Linked DNA regions of Mus musculus: region 2 is linked to region 1. Evidence: chromatin contacts called from public HiChIP or PLAC-seq data. All regions are on one chromosome and are shown on one strand. The core of a region is the stretch at or near the end of the contact, and the rest is flanking DNA. Distances in the headings are between cores, read along the strand shown.

Evidence for each region. HiChIP or PLAC-seq counts read pairs in DNA pulled down with a chosen protein or histone mark.
Region 2: a contact with region 1 is called in an H3K27ac HiChIP or PLAC-seq map of trophoblast stem cells, with 18 read pairs. The contact joins two enhancer-like sites. A contact is called at or near these places in 1 of 39 promoter capture datasets (neural stem cells), 1 of 15 datasets of contacts at CTCF or cohesin (the NIH/3T3 cell line), 5 of 484 Hi-C or Micro-C datasets (cortical neurons, liver, nephron progenitors and 2 more), 19 of 115 datasets of contacts at active chromatin or transcription factors (T-cell acute lymphoblastic leukemia, embryonic basal ganglia, embryonic forebrain and 9 more) and 3 of 9 other capture datasets (adipose tissue, liver and pancreatic islet).

The regions. Positions count from the first base shown.
Region 1 is chr7:112,698,928-112,704,642 of GRCm38.p6, forward strand. All of the region lies in intron 1 of Tead1 (TEA domain family member 1), which reads left to right. Among named protein-coding and RNA genes, the nearest start is that of Tead1, 22 kb to the left of the region's middle. Within about 2 kb of position 1,409, at least 42 of the 459 cell types and tissues checked have an H3K27ac peak or open chromatin away from gene starts, as enhancers often do. A contact at or near this core is called in trophoblast stem cells, where this site is marked.
Region 2 is chr7:112,844,807-112,850,936 of GRCm38.p6, forward strand. The region is part of intron 4 of Tead1 (TEA domain family member 1); the gene reads left to right. Among named protein-coding and RNA genes, the nearest start is that of Rassf10, 110 kb to the right of the region's middle. Within about 2 kb of position 2,640, at least 2 of the 459 cell types and tissues checked have an H3K27ac peak or open chromatin away from gene starts, as enhancers often do. A contact at or near this core is called in trophoblast stem cells, where this site is marked.

The DNA of each region.
Region 1 (5,715 bases), core at 159-2,658:
TGAGGAATGTGTTTGTTTCTTTAGGTGCAGAAGACACAGAAGACGGACTCTGAAAAGTTCAGTGGTGTTTGTCAGGACAGGGCCCTGGCCTATAACCTTGTGCAGGAAATTATTCCTGCTACTGCCCCAGAGTGCTCCAACTTTGTGGATTTTGTATGTTTTACATATGTTGTGGTTCTTTGGTTTGTATCTTAGATATTTTCTGGTGAGTTTTGTGTGTGTTGTATGTTACATTTTGTGTGTCTTGTGCTGTTTGTGAGCCGTGCACGTCATGTGTGATGTTATGTGTTGTCCCTTTCCAAAGGCTTTTAGGACCTTTGGATGTATTGGCTAGGATCTGCTGAGAACCTTCCTCTAAGGAGACAAAGAGGAACCAGAAATAGATTTCCATTTGATAACAAATGTTTCCCTTTGAGGGTCTGATGGCAGAGTCCTGCTCCTTGGACAGACGATAAAATTACAGGATTGAACCCTTGCAAAACTCGGGCTGACAGCAGGGTCAGCTGATGTCATTGATGTTGATGTTTTTGCCATCACACCGGACAGTCAGATGCTTTCAATAGGAAGACCAACTTGCCCACAGGTCATCTGATGTTAGGATCAGAGAGGCCACCTGCCCCAGGCTTGGTCACCTCTGCTTCCCAAACTCTTGGGGCTTGAGGCGGCATTCCCAGCTTTGATGCTCCTATGTGCAGTAGAGCTCAGGCGCTCGCTGTTTAGGCAGATGCTACCTGGGGAGTAGGTGTTTGGCCCTTGTGTTCAGAGAACCGTGAGTGAAGCTGTGTGGCTGAGGGGCAGACGAAGTGCGTGTGCAGAAGCCGGGAAAGACCTCCGGAAGACTGGCATTTCCTGTGTCCTGCTGCCCATCTTTCAGGAGAGATTCAGGGTCTCTCTGGTAAACCTGTTTTACAGTGAACCTGTATCCTTCCCCACTTATCCCTTAGGCAAGCGGGAGCCGGTTCTGCTAATGGAGCCCAAGGCTGTCTGGTCCACAAACTTGTGGGCAAATATGTCCGATGGAGTGTTTTGGAAAGGCAGCTTCATTGGACAGAAGCTATTCTGTCTTGGTCCTTGTTCTCCATTTGATCTAAGAGACATCATTGAGGACACCCCCCCCATTATCTCCATAACAACAAAGGGGATTCGAACTGCCTCTGACCTTCACTGCCAGTCTCCAGCCTCCGCTTTCTGCTGACTGTCCACCCTGTGGATGGGTTGAGCTGTGAGTGTGGCTTCAGAGTGCTTGGCGGGTGAGGAATTTTTCCAGTTGCCCTCGGGGCACCATAGAGTTCTGGTTAGCTGAGCATCTGGCAAGAGGCAAGCCAGGTGTGTCATTAGACCTGAGCGTCCTGCCTGGTGGCCCCTCCCCTTGCTTCATTCCATCTCTGAGCAATATGGAAGAAATGTTCTAGAAGCCTTTGGCAAGTGCTTGCTTGTGATCAATTGTATAAATATGCAGTGCACGTGCTGAGGCTTCCTGTGTCAGAGAGTCTTTGAAATTCAGTGAGTTTTACTACTGCAGGCTTCAATAGCAAAAGCCAGAGGACTCACACACTGGAAGGAGACAGACTTCTGAGACACACACACACACACACACACACACACACACACACACACACACACACACTGGCAAGCATTCAGCCACACACATATACTAAATAAACGTATTACAGAGGTACAGTAATTAACAATGATAATAGAATATATTGAATATTTCATAGGGGCATATAAGGGAAGTCAGTGGAGAAGATGTCACCTCTGTGGCAGGAGGGCAGCCATCACGTCTCATTCTTAACTTCACTCCCACTGTCTCGCTGGTTGGTGCTGTCAAGTATTTTAATATCTAACAACTATTCATTTCTTGTTATTTTTTAAAAAAAGGTATTTTCTCCTGTCTTTCATCATCAAGTTTATATTTACTCACTGCATTTTAGAAATAGCTTCTTTGGGTAGATTACAGAAGGGCTTGGATTAGTCACTTCTTCCACCTTTTAAAGAAACAGTTTGTCTTTTCTAAAGCCTATATGTTTGTATTTCACCTTTTATTTATTTATTTTAGTAACATGAGCTCTTATAATGCATATTTGAAAGTGCTGTCTACTTATTCCTTTCAGTAACAGACACTCATCCCCCAGCTTGCCCACTAGATTACAGCCTCTCAAGAGGTCCTGTGCACATTGTGTTTGCCAGGGTGATTGCTCGGTGTCTGGTACCTGACTTCTCTGATCATGACCCCCCTTTCACCCAAGCAGTTCTTTCGTGTGGAGTTCAGACATTTGTTGAAAATGCTGAGAGCATGGTTTTTGTATAAATGTTTAGTACCAAAGGATAGAGTTGTGGCTAGTAAGAGTATGTAGTGCTTTTGAGAGAACCTGGACTTGGTTCCTAGCACGTACATGATAGGTCATAACTGCAGTCCCAGGGGATCTGCTGTCCTCTGTCTTCTATGAGCACCTGCCTATGTGCTATTCATATAAAGTCACATAGGCTTTTTTAATTGCGGAAATATGTTTAGGACTATTTCATCTCAGCAAATTTTGCTTATGTATCTGTTCTTGAGGGTGGGATTCTTGTGACACATGCTAGTGTTGAACTACGTAGCCCAGGATGGCCTTGAGTTTCTGATCCTCCTGACCCCATTATCCCCACTTCCAATTTCCAGTGCTGGAATTACTGTGGTGTCTACTCAGAGGGTCTACTTAGTGATCCACAATATCCACCCAGGGCTTAACACCTTGTAGCCTAGCACTCTGAACTACATCTCTAGCCCACATATAGCAATTTTAAAAATCAAAACCACATTCCAAGATATAATTTGGTATTCACATGCCTACAAACTGCAGTGTAGATTTGTTTACTCTAAACCATGCTGTTTCTACAAGAGTTGGGCACAGTGCACTACAAATACACTTGAACAGTGTACAAAGCCTTGAATCTCAAGCAAGGGCTCCTCTCCTCTCCTCTCCTCTCCTCTCCTCTCCTCTCCTCTCCTCTCCTCTCCTCTCCTCTCCTCTCCTCTCCTCTCCTCTCCCCTCCCCTCCCCTCCCCTCCCCTCCCCTCCCCTCCCCTCCCCTCCCCTCCCCTCCCCTCCCCTCCCCTCCCCTCCCCTCCCCTCCCCTCTTCTTTTCTTTTCTTTTCTTTTCTTTTTCCTGACAGGGTTTCTCTGTGTAGCCCTGGTTGTCCTGGAACTCACTCTGTAGACCAGGCTGGCCTCAAACTCAGAAATTCGCCTGCCTCTGCCTCCCAAGTGCTGGGGTTAAAGGTTTGCGCCACCACACTGGTCAACCAAGGGGTTTCGAACAGCATCTTTGTCGTTACATGGGTGACATCATGCACAGTACAAAGTGCACATGCTATGTGTTTGGAACCAAGGTTATAGCAAGTGCTATGATCCATCATGGCTGAGTGCAGCTGAGAGCACTGTGGGTTTATATACTTGGTTTTTACTTATTTTTTTGGTAGTTGTCCTTTCAGAAACTTTATTGTTGCCAATTTTTTGGTGCCCTCCCCATTCATTTGCTTGACTATCCCCATGTTGAATCTCAACCCACAGTTTATAAACTGTGGTCTAGGAAATTCCTGGCATATGGATGCTCCATATACATTGGTTACCAGAGGCTCTGGCCATGTAATAGATGGTCAGTGACGTGTGGAATTGTCTGTCATGGATACTGGTTGAATTCGTCACACATCTTGAGATTGTCCTGTAGTTTTTGGCAGATACTTCAGTTCTCTGTCATTACATCAAGGTTGCATGTGGTATCCATTATTTCAGTGCGCTGATGGGATTCTTGAGGAACAGCCGAAAGCAGGAAGGTTTTATTTTGGTTCATAGTTTCAGTGGGCTCATGGTGGCAGGGTGAAGCAGAGTGAAGTTGATCACTTCCTGGGTGGCCCAGAGGCAGAGACAGAAGTTCCAGGATAAGATACAGCCTTCCTCCACCTAGGTGGCACAGTGTCCCTAAAACTTTGTATCATTTCTCTGAAAGGCCAGTGGACCATCCCTGAAACTTTGTTTCAATTCTCTGAAAGGCCAGTGGACCATCAGTAGGCTAATAAATTGAATAGGTCAGAGCCTTCAATTCTAGTCTGCTCTCAGTGATTTGAACTGTAAGCCAGGAAGTCTTCTGTAGGAAAACTGATATTTAAACTCTAACAGTGAGGGTGTTCTGAAATTTGATGAAAAGGCATGAATTCACTGTGCAGAGTAGAGGTTAGCAGTTCAGCACAATCCTGTCACTTTGTGTTTAGAACCTCTTACTTTTAGATTGTTCTGGGAAGTTGGCTGGTGGTGGTGCATAGCTTTAGGAGAGGCGGGGGCAGGGGCAGGGGCAGGGGCAGGGGCAGGGGCAGGGGCAGGGACAGAGGCAGGGGCAGGTAGACCTCTGAGTCGGAGACCAGCCTTGTCTGCAGAGCTCTGAAGAGAAAGTTCAAGGACATCTACATAGAGAAACTCCCCGGGGCTACACAGAGAAACCCTGTTTCAGAACAAACAAAGAAAATAGATTATTTTGGTATTTTAAAAATTAATTGATTAATTATTTTAAATATTTACATATTTATTTGTCTGTATGTTTGTAGGCTTGGTGCCTGCAGAGACAGGAGACAGAGAAGACAGAGGAGCATGTCGGCTCCCCTGAGATTGGAGTGTGAGGTCGTTGTGAGTCACCATGTGCTTGCTCCGAACTGAACCTAGGTCCTCTGCAGGAGACTCTTAATTCCTGAGTCATCTCTCCAGCTTCTGGCATTAGTACTTTTTTAATGTGAGAAAATTAAAAAAAAAAAACATTTGACTTACTTATTTTGAGTGTGTACATCCATGCAAAGGTACATTTGTGCACACATTATCACGCATATGTTGAGATAAGAAGCCTCAGTTTTCTTCTACCTGCTAGTCATAGGGATTGAGGTCAGGATGTCAGGCTTGGTGGCAAGCATCTTTACTAGCTGCAAAATAAAATGTTTTTGCCAAGAACTTTGGTTCTTTATTTTGTAAGTAGGGATTCCTTAGAGAAAATTGCATTACCCAATTAAGCCATTTCATTTGAGGTACAGGTAGCCAGGAGTGTAATCTCTTTGGTTTTGTAACTGCTAACACATAGGTGTTAAAATATGCTCAAATAGCAAGAACAACCAAAGTATAGAAGAATAGACAGTGCATTTGAAGTTCCAGGCAAATTGAGAGTATATCTAATTTAGTTTTGGAATTGTGGATGCACGCATGTGTGTGTATCTGTGTGTGTGTGCGCGAGTGCCTGTCTGTCTGTCTCTCTGTGTATGTCTGTCTTGGTCCTGAGCATTGAGTACAGATCCTAGGGAAGTAACTCCTGACGCTGGAGATCGGAACTCAGGTCTTTCTCTCTTCACAGCAAGCACTTTACCGATCAGGACATCTCCAAAAGCCTGATGAAGGCTATTTTGAACTGGGGATGGTGGCTCACACCTTTAGTACCAGCCCTTGGGAGGCAGAGGCAGGCGGATCTCTGTGAGTTCCAGGACAGCCAAGGCTGTTACACTGAGAAACCCTGTTTTTTTTTTTTTAGATTTATTATTTATTTATTATTATTATATATAAGTACACTGTAGCTGTCTTCAGACACACCAGAAGAGGGTGTCAGATCTTATTACAGGTGGTTGTGAGCCACCATGTGGTTGCTGTGATTTGAACTCAGGACCTTTGGAAGAGCAATCAGTGCTCTTATCCACTGAGCCATC
Region 2 (6,130 bases), core at 1,390-3,889, 150 kb after region 1:
CTGTGGTCTTTCTTTCCATTAGAACTTCCAAATGTTCCAGGCATGGCACTTATCAGTGGGCTCTTGATAGCCACCCCCCCCACCCCCGTCTCAGGGCTAGGTATATAAACGGGACTCTGAGATATAGGACACTGTTGGCTGTTAGCAGAAAGAGCCACAATGTGATGTGAAAGGAGCCCCATGACCATGCCTGGAGAATGTGTTTCAGAGTCTGGGGTTTCAAGGACAGATGTTGTGTTCCAAGCTTTCTGTGTTCTCTCATTGAAACTCACAAAATTAGTCTCTATTGTTCTGATTTCAAGAAAAAAAAAATACAGAGTAAATTATGGTTCAATGGATCAAGTCCATAATTGATTTGACAAAAGCTACCAAGCCTAGTAAAGAGCAAAGAGAGGATTTGAACTCAGCTCTTTCTGAATCCTAAACCAGAAGAATGCTTCATGTCATCATATTGTAGAGAAGTGGCCACCCCACATTCCCTGGTTCAGGACACACAACGCCTCCATTAAGTGTCTATCCTATACCATTGAGCCTGTGACTAACATACGGAGATAATTTAGAATGGACACTGGTAGTCATTAGTAACTTAGTTGGATGGTAGTACCTTGTCTGTTCTCTCAGGGTAGTAATACAGTAAAAAAAAAAATGGCTGTTGGCATATCTGCTTGTCAGTCATTCGTCCTATGGACATTTTAGTATAATGTTGCTTGACTATCCCTCAGCAGAACATGAGTGCAGATCTTGCAGGCGGTAGGTGGTCTCAGAGTCCTGTCTCAGCTTTCTCTGTTGGGCTCTGGTATCTATCGGCACATTTGAAAGACACAGGGACAGGTATCTTCGAAGAGTTTACCATCAGGGCAGACTAATTGTCCTAGTTGAATTCCCACAATAACTGATGAGATAAACTCAGTACACAATTTGAAGTCATCTTAAAAATGGCACATCACTCTTGTATGCACCGGGCGTGGCAGGAAGTGGTCAAGATTACACGAGATACTGTGTTTTCCTTGAGAAAGGTATAAGAAGGAGATCTGTTGGAGGTGACTGATGAGTTGGCCACTACTGGTCTATACTCTGGGGTAATGCCTCTTCTAGGCTGCTCACCATGTTTCCACATATCCAGAAATCCAAGTGGGGTACCCGTGGGAGTGTGTAGTGGGTTGAGCAGTTGTCTACCTGTCCTGTGAATACTAAAAACAATATCTCATTTCTTTGTCTTCCTAAAGAGTTGGTAAAAGTGGCATGTGTATAGCTGGGTCCCTCCTGGGTACACTTTGCCATAAGCCTGTTTGCTTTAAAAGTGTGTGTGTGGCAGGGTAGAACACTTGAGAAGGTCAGAGAACAACTTTGAGGCATCTCTTATCTCCTTCCAGCAATATGGGTCTCTTGTGAGGCAGTTGTCGGCATCTCTCCACCTCCAGCCAGTTTACTTCTCCTTTTCTAGACCAGGGAGTGGGAGAATTTTTTAGGCTACTGGTTTTCCAGCAACCCTGTTGTCTGCTGTGATAAAACACCATGACTGACCAAAGGCAACTTGGGGAGGGAAGTGTTTATTTCAGCTTAACAATTCTCAGGTCATGATGAAAGTCTGGGCAGGAATTGGGAGGCAAGAACTAAAGGAGAACCATGAAGGAATACCGCTCTTGTCTTGCTCAGTCTGCTTTCCTATACAACCCAGGACCACCTGCCCAGGAATGGCACTACTCCTAATGGGCTGTGCCCTCCCACATTAATACATTAATCAAGAAAATGCCCCTAGAGTTGCTTTCAAGGCAATCTGATGGAGGCTCCTCTTTCCTAATAACTCTAGCTTGTGTCAAGTTGACAGAAAACCAACCAGGGTGTGTGTGTGTGTGTGTGTGTGTGTGTGTGTGTGTGTGAGAGAGAGAGAGAGAGAGAGACAGAGAGAGACAGAGAGAGACAGAGACAGAGAGAGAGAGAGACAGAGAGAGGAGGGGCATGTACCAGATGTTGGCACTGGGTATTTTCCTTAATTTCTCTCTACCTTACATTGAGCCGCAATCTCTCTTTTTTACTCCAGCACTCACTGACTTGGCTACTCTAGTAATGCAGCTTGATCCAGGATCCCGTGTCTCTACTTCTTATGTTACATAAGGGCCCACCACTCACCCCTTCCCATATTTATGTGGGTACCGGGGAATTCAGACTTCGCTCCTTACACTTGTGGCAGGTGCTTCACCCACAGTCATCTCTCCAGCACCAGAACTTGTCTTAAGCTGGACATCGTAGTGAAACTCTAACCTTGAAGTAGTAACCGTGAGTCTATCTGACACCCACCCTCTCAAACCCTTAGTTCTACTTTGCCCTTTCGCTGTTCCATGGAGTATAGATTGAGAAATTGCCATCGCCATCCCTGCCTCGGGCAGAAGGCTAAGGACATCTCAGCATTCCAGTTATAGTTCTGGTTCCTGATGTGTGTTTACCTGAGCAGAAGACTCACAGAAGTGACTGTACCTCCCCTGCCACATTCTCAATGAGTAGCCCCCTGAAAGGTGTTAGTGTCAGCTCTAAAGGTCAGCCGCTGCTCCTGGCTACTTCTCGGAGTGACTGTAAGCTCAATCATCCCCCAGGTATGCAGACTCTATGCCTGTTTTCATCTTCACAGGCAGGAAAAGGTTCTGTTGAACTTTAAAAGCAAGGGAATGATGCTTCCCTTGGCCTCTGGGGGTTTTTCAGATCTGGTACAGCCTAGGCCTTGACTTCATGGAGCTGGTATTCTGGGAAATAGGAAGCCTTGTGCTAATTCCCTTGTCAATTTCCCACAGCCAAGACTCTGCAGTAGACAGGAAACAGGGCTCAGAAAAGAAAGAATAGCCAACCAAGAGTGGTTATCTGGATTACCCTGAAGAGTTCCATGGAGGTAGACCCTGGGCAATGATTGGAATAGCTCTGTGTCACCTAACTGAAGAGGGAACATTTGCTCAGGGGCCTAGGGAGAACATTTACTAGGCTTCTCTGGAAAGACCGTATTTATAGTTTGCTCTAAGAGGATGGCTGGTAAGAGAAGCCAAGCTGGAGGCAGGGACCTAGTAACTGAACTATGACAGTGTGGCAAGAGGGCTAGGCACCTGGGCCAGGGGCTCCCTCATAGTCTGAGCCCTACTCAGGTGGCCTTCAGTTGTCCCTTATGGCCAGCCTCCACTGATGTCCCCTCTTCAGCCCACTGTGTCTGTTTGGGTCTCCTCCTCAGTGTTTTTAAACAAAGAATTATGAATACAAGTTATGTTTGTAAGTCTGTAAAATATATGCTAGAACTTCTGAACTTGTCTGTTTTATGTGTATGGGAGTTTTGTCTACATGTTTGCCAGCATGCCAGATGGCATTGGGTTACTTATAGACAGCTGTGAGCCATCTTATCAATGCTGGGAATTGAACTTCAGACATCTAGAAGAGCAGCCAGTGGTCTTAGCTGCTGAGCCATCTCTCCAGCCCCCTGAACGAGATTTTCAGTAAAACACTCAAAACATAGCTTTTTAAGAGCTGGGAAGTAGCTGAGTCAGCAGAGTGTTTGCCAAGCAAACAGTAGGGGGACCTGAGTTTAGATCTTAGACCATAGCCCCAACATGGAAAGCTGGGCACAGGGGTGTGTGTCTATAACCCTAGTGCTGGAGAGATCCCTCAGGGTCCCGAGGCTGCTTTAGGCAGCGAATATACCTTGCCTCAGAATAATAAGGTGGAGAGGGAGGGAAGGAGGAGCAGATGCATCCATGCAAACACATGCAAGCACACACACACACACACACACACACACACACACACACACAGAGAGGGGGGGGGACGACCCAGAGCTTAGCTGGAAGTGTGCATCAAAAGTAACCATGAAGCTTTTACTTAAGTATAAAAAAGTCAGTACACGATCAGGCATGCTTGCTTATATCTGTAATCACAGTACTTGGGACGTAGGAGGACTGAATTATTTAAGGTCAGTCTCCAAGGATGACCATAGCTACATCTCAAACACCAACACACAACACCCAGGCTTGTCTACCTCACAGGTGACTTTTCCTTTTCTTTAAACAAAACACTTAATCAAGCAGAGAATCATTATTCTATCCTCTTTCTAATTTCCTCCAACCTCTCTTCTTCCCTAAGTAAACTCAGCCCCCTCCCTCTTCCCTCACCTCCAAGTCTTTCCTTTGTCACATTAGAAAATAAAGCAGCTGAGAAATCGGCCCCCTCTTACCCTGAAGTTGAATTCAGCTGGCTGTCCTCACTCATTGTCTACCAAGAGCTCTTGGTGTTGCCCTGAGCACCAACATCAGACAAGTCGTTTACAGCGGCCTCAGAAGACTGATCTGGTCACTTGGGATGGCCCCAGATGCAGGCCGTGATCATGTGAGAGAGATGCAAGAAGAATGTGGACTAGGTTGGGATATAGCTCAGTGGCTGAGGGCTTGCCTGGCGTGGAACTGCATAAGAAGAAGAGAAATAGGGAAAGACACCAAGAAAGAGTGCATCAGAGCAGAAGAGATGGTGTGGGCCACTTCCAGGAGACACTCAAGAAGAGCCCATGAAGACAGCTAAAGGAATGTTAGAAATTCACACAATCGAGAGTTTATATTATCTTGATCAAAGTGCCTAAGAAGAAACAAAAGTGCTTGTCTTCAAGAGGATGCCTTTCCAGTTGGGACCTAGCCCTTCTGACCCATGCATGGTTCTTCTGGGGTTGGGTGTGTTTTAGGTGACCCACAGCTTTATAGCTGTCCTGATGTGGTCGGCAAAGATAGACGCATACCATGCAGTAGGCAAGTGGCCTCTGGGTCCGTGGTATAGCATTGGAATTCACAGACGCCATCTTGGAGCTAGCTGTCTGATTTGTCACCAACTGCATCTGCTTCAGCAGCATCTGCTTCAGCTGCATCTGCTTCAGCTGCATCTGCACTCCTTTCCTGTATTGTGTAGATACCCTTGTCTCCCGCAGCTTAGAATCTTACCAAAATCTCAGATTGGGTTCTAGGAGACAGCACAGTATAGGACCAGTTTGTAATATTTGAAATTCTTTGCTGCTCTGAAATGTTTTCTCTGTGGAGATAGCAAAATTAGCCCTTTCTGAATCTCTATGAATTGAGACTCAGCCTGGCCTGGAAAAAGATGGCAGCTGAATTTTCCATGTTTTATATCTTTCTTTCCGACATGGAGTTGTACACAGAGTTTCCCTGCTCTGTCTCTCTTTCCCCACACAAGATATCCAGAGGCATCATGGCAGAGACCACAGGACCCAGACGTGGCTCTGGAGATGGCGTACTGCTGCCATCTTCCTTATGAGAGATGGATGGAGTCAGGTTTGTGTTCAAATGATGGCACAGCATGAGGAAACAGGAAGAGGAAACAAGGCCACGGCTCTGTTCTCACCTTGGCAGGAATCTGTCTTGGGCAGAAGGTTTGACCATGTCTTGCCATGGCCCGCAATGAAGAAAAGCTGATGGTGCTTCCTTGCAGCAGTGCAGGAAAGGCGGCTTGTGTCTCTGTTCCATCCAGTGATTGACTAAATTATCAGCTATGTGAGCTCTCCTGGGGCCATGTTTTCTTGTTGTTTCATTTTTGACCTGGGGCCCTTGTGACTGGATTTTCAAATAGACCTTTCTTTCCAGTAAGGTATTCCTTTCCATAAGCGAGAGCTTAAAGTTCACATGGCTGGTTTCATTCTTCCAAGTTTAAGAACTCCATGGAGCATTGCCCAAGTGCAACTCCGCTGCCTGCAGTTGGTGTTGCTATGCCAGGGGAGGCAGACATGCTGTGTTCCCTGTGGTCCCCTGGGCTGCACATGAGGAGTGGGAACTGAATAGAACACAAGGTCCCAAGCCTCGATTGGAACCTGCATCCTCCTGGCCATTTCTTAGGTTTGGGAAACCATGCCGGCCTCTTCTAGGTTCCAGCCTTCAGGTTCTTTTGCCCACATGACATGAGTCCTCTGACCTCATAGGTACTTAGCTGATGTGGGAAGGAATTAGAATCTCCACTGGGAATGTGGAATGCAGGGTTGACTCTGTGAGCCCAAGGCTGGATCTGTTTGCCTTTCTGTTCTGAGCCAAGCCTGGAAGAGTTTGTATGGTAATAAACGGAAGCAGCTCCATTCTGAACTGAGAAATCTCTTGCTTGCTAAGCAATC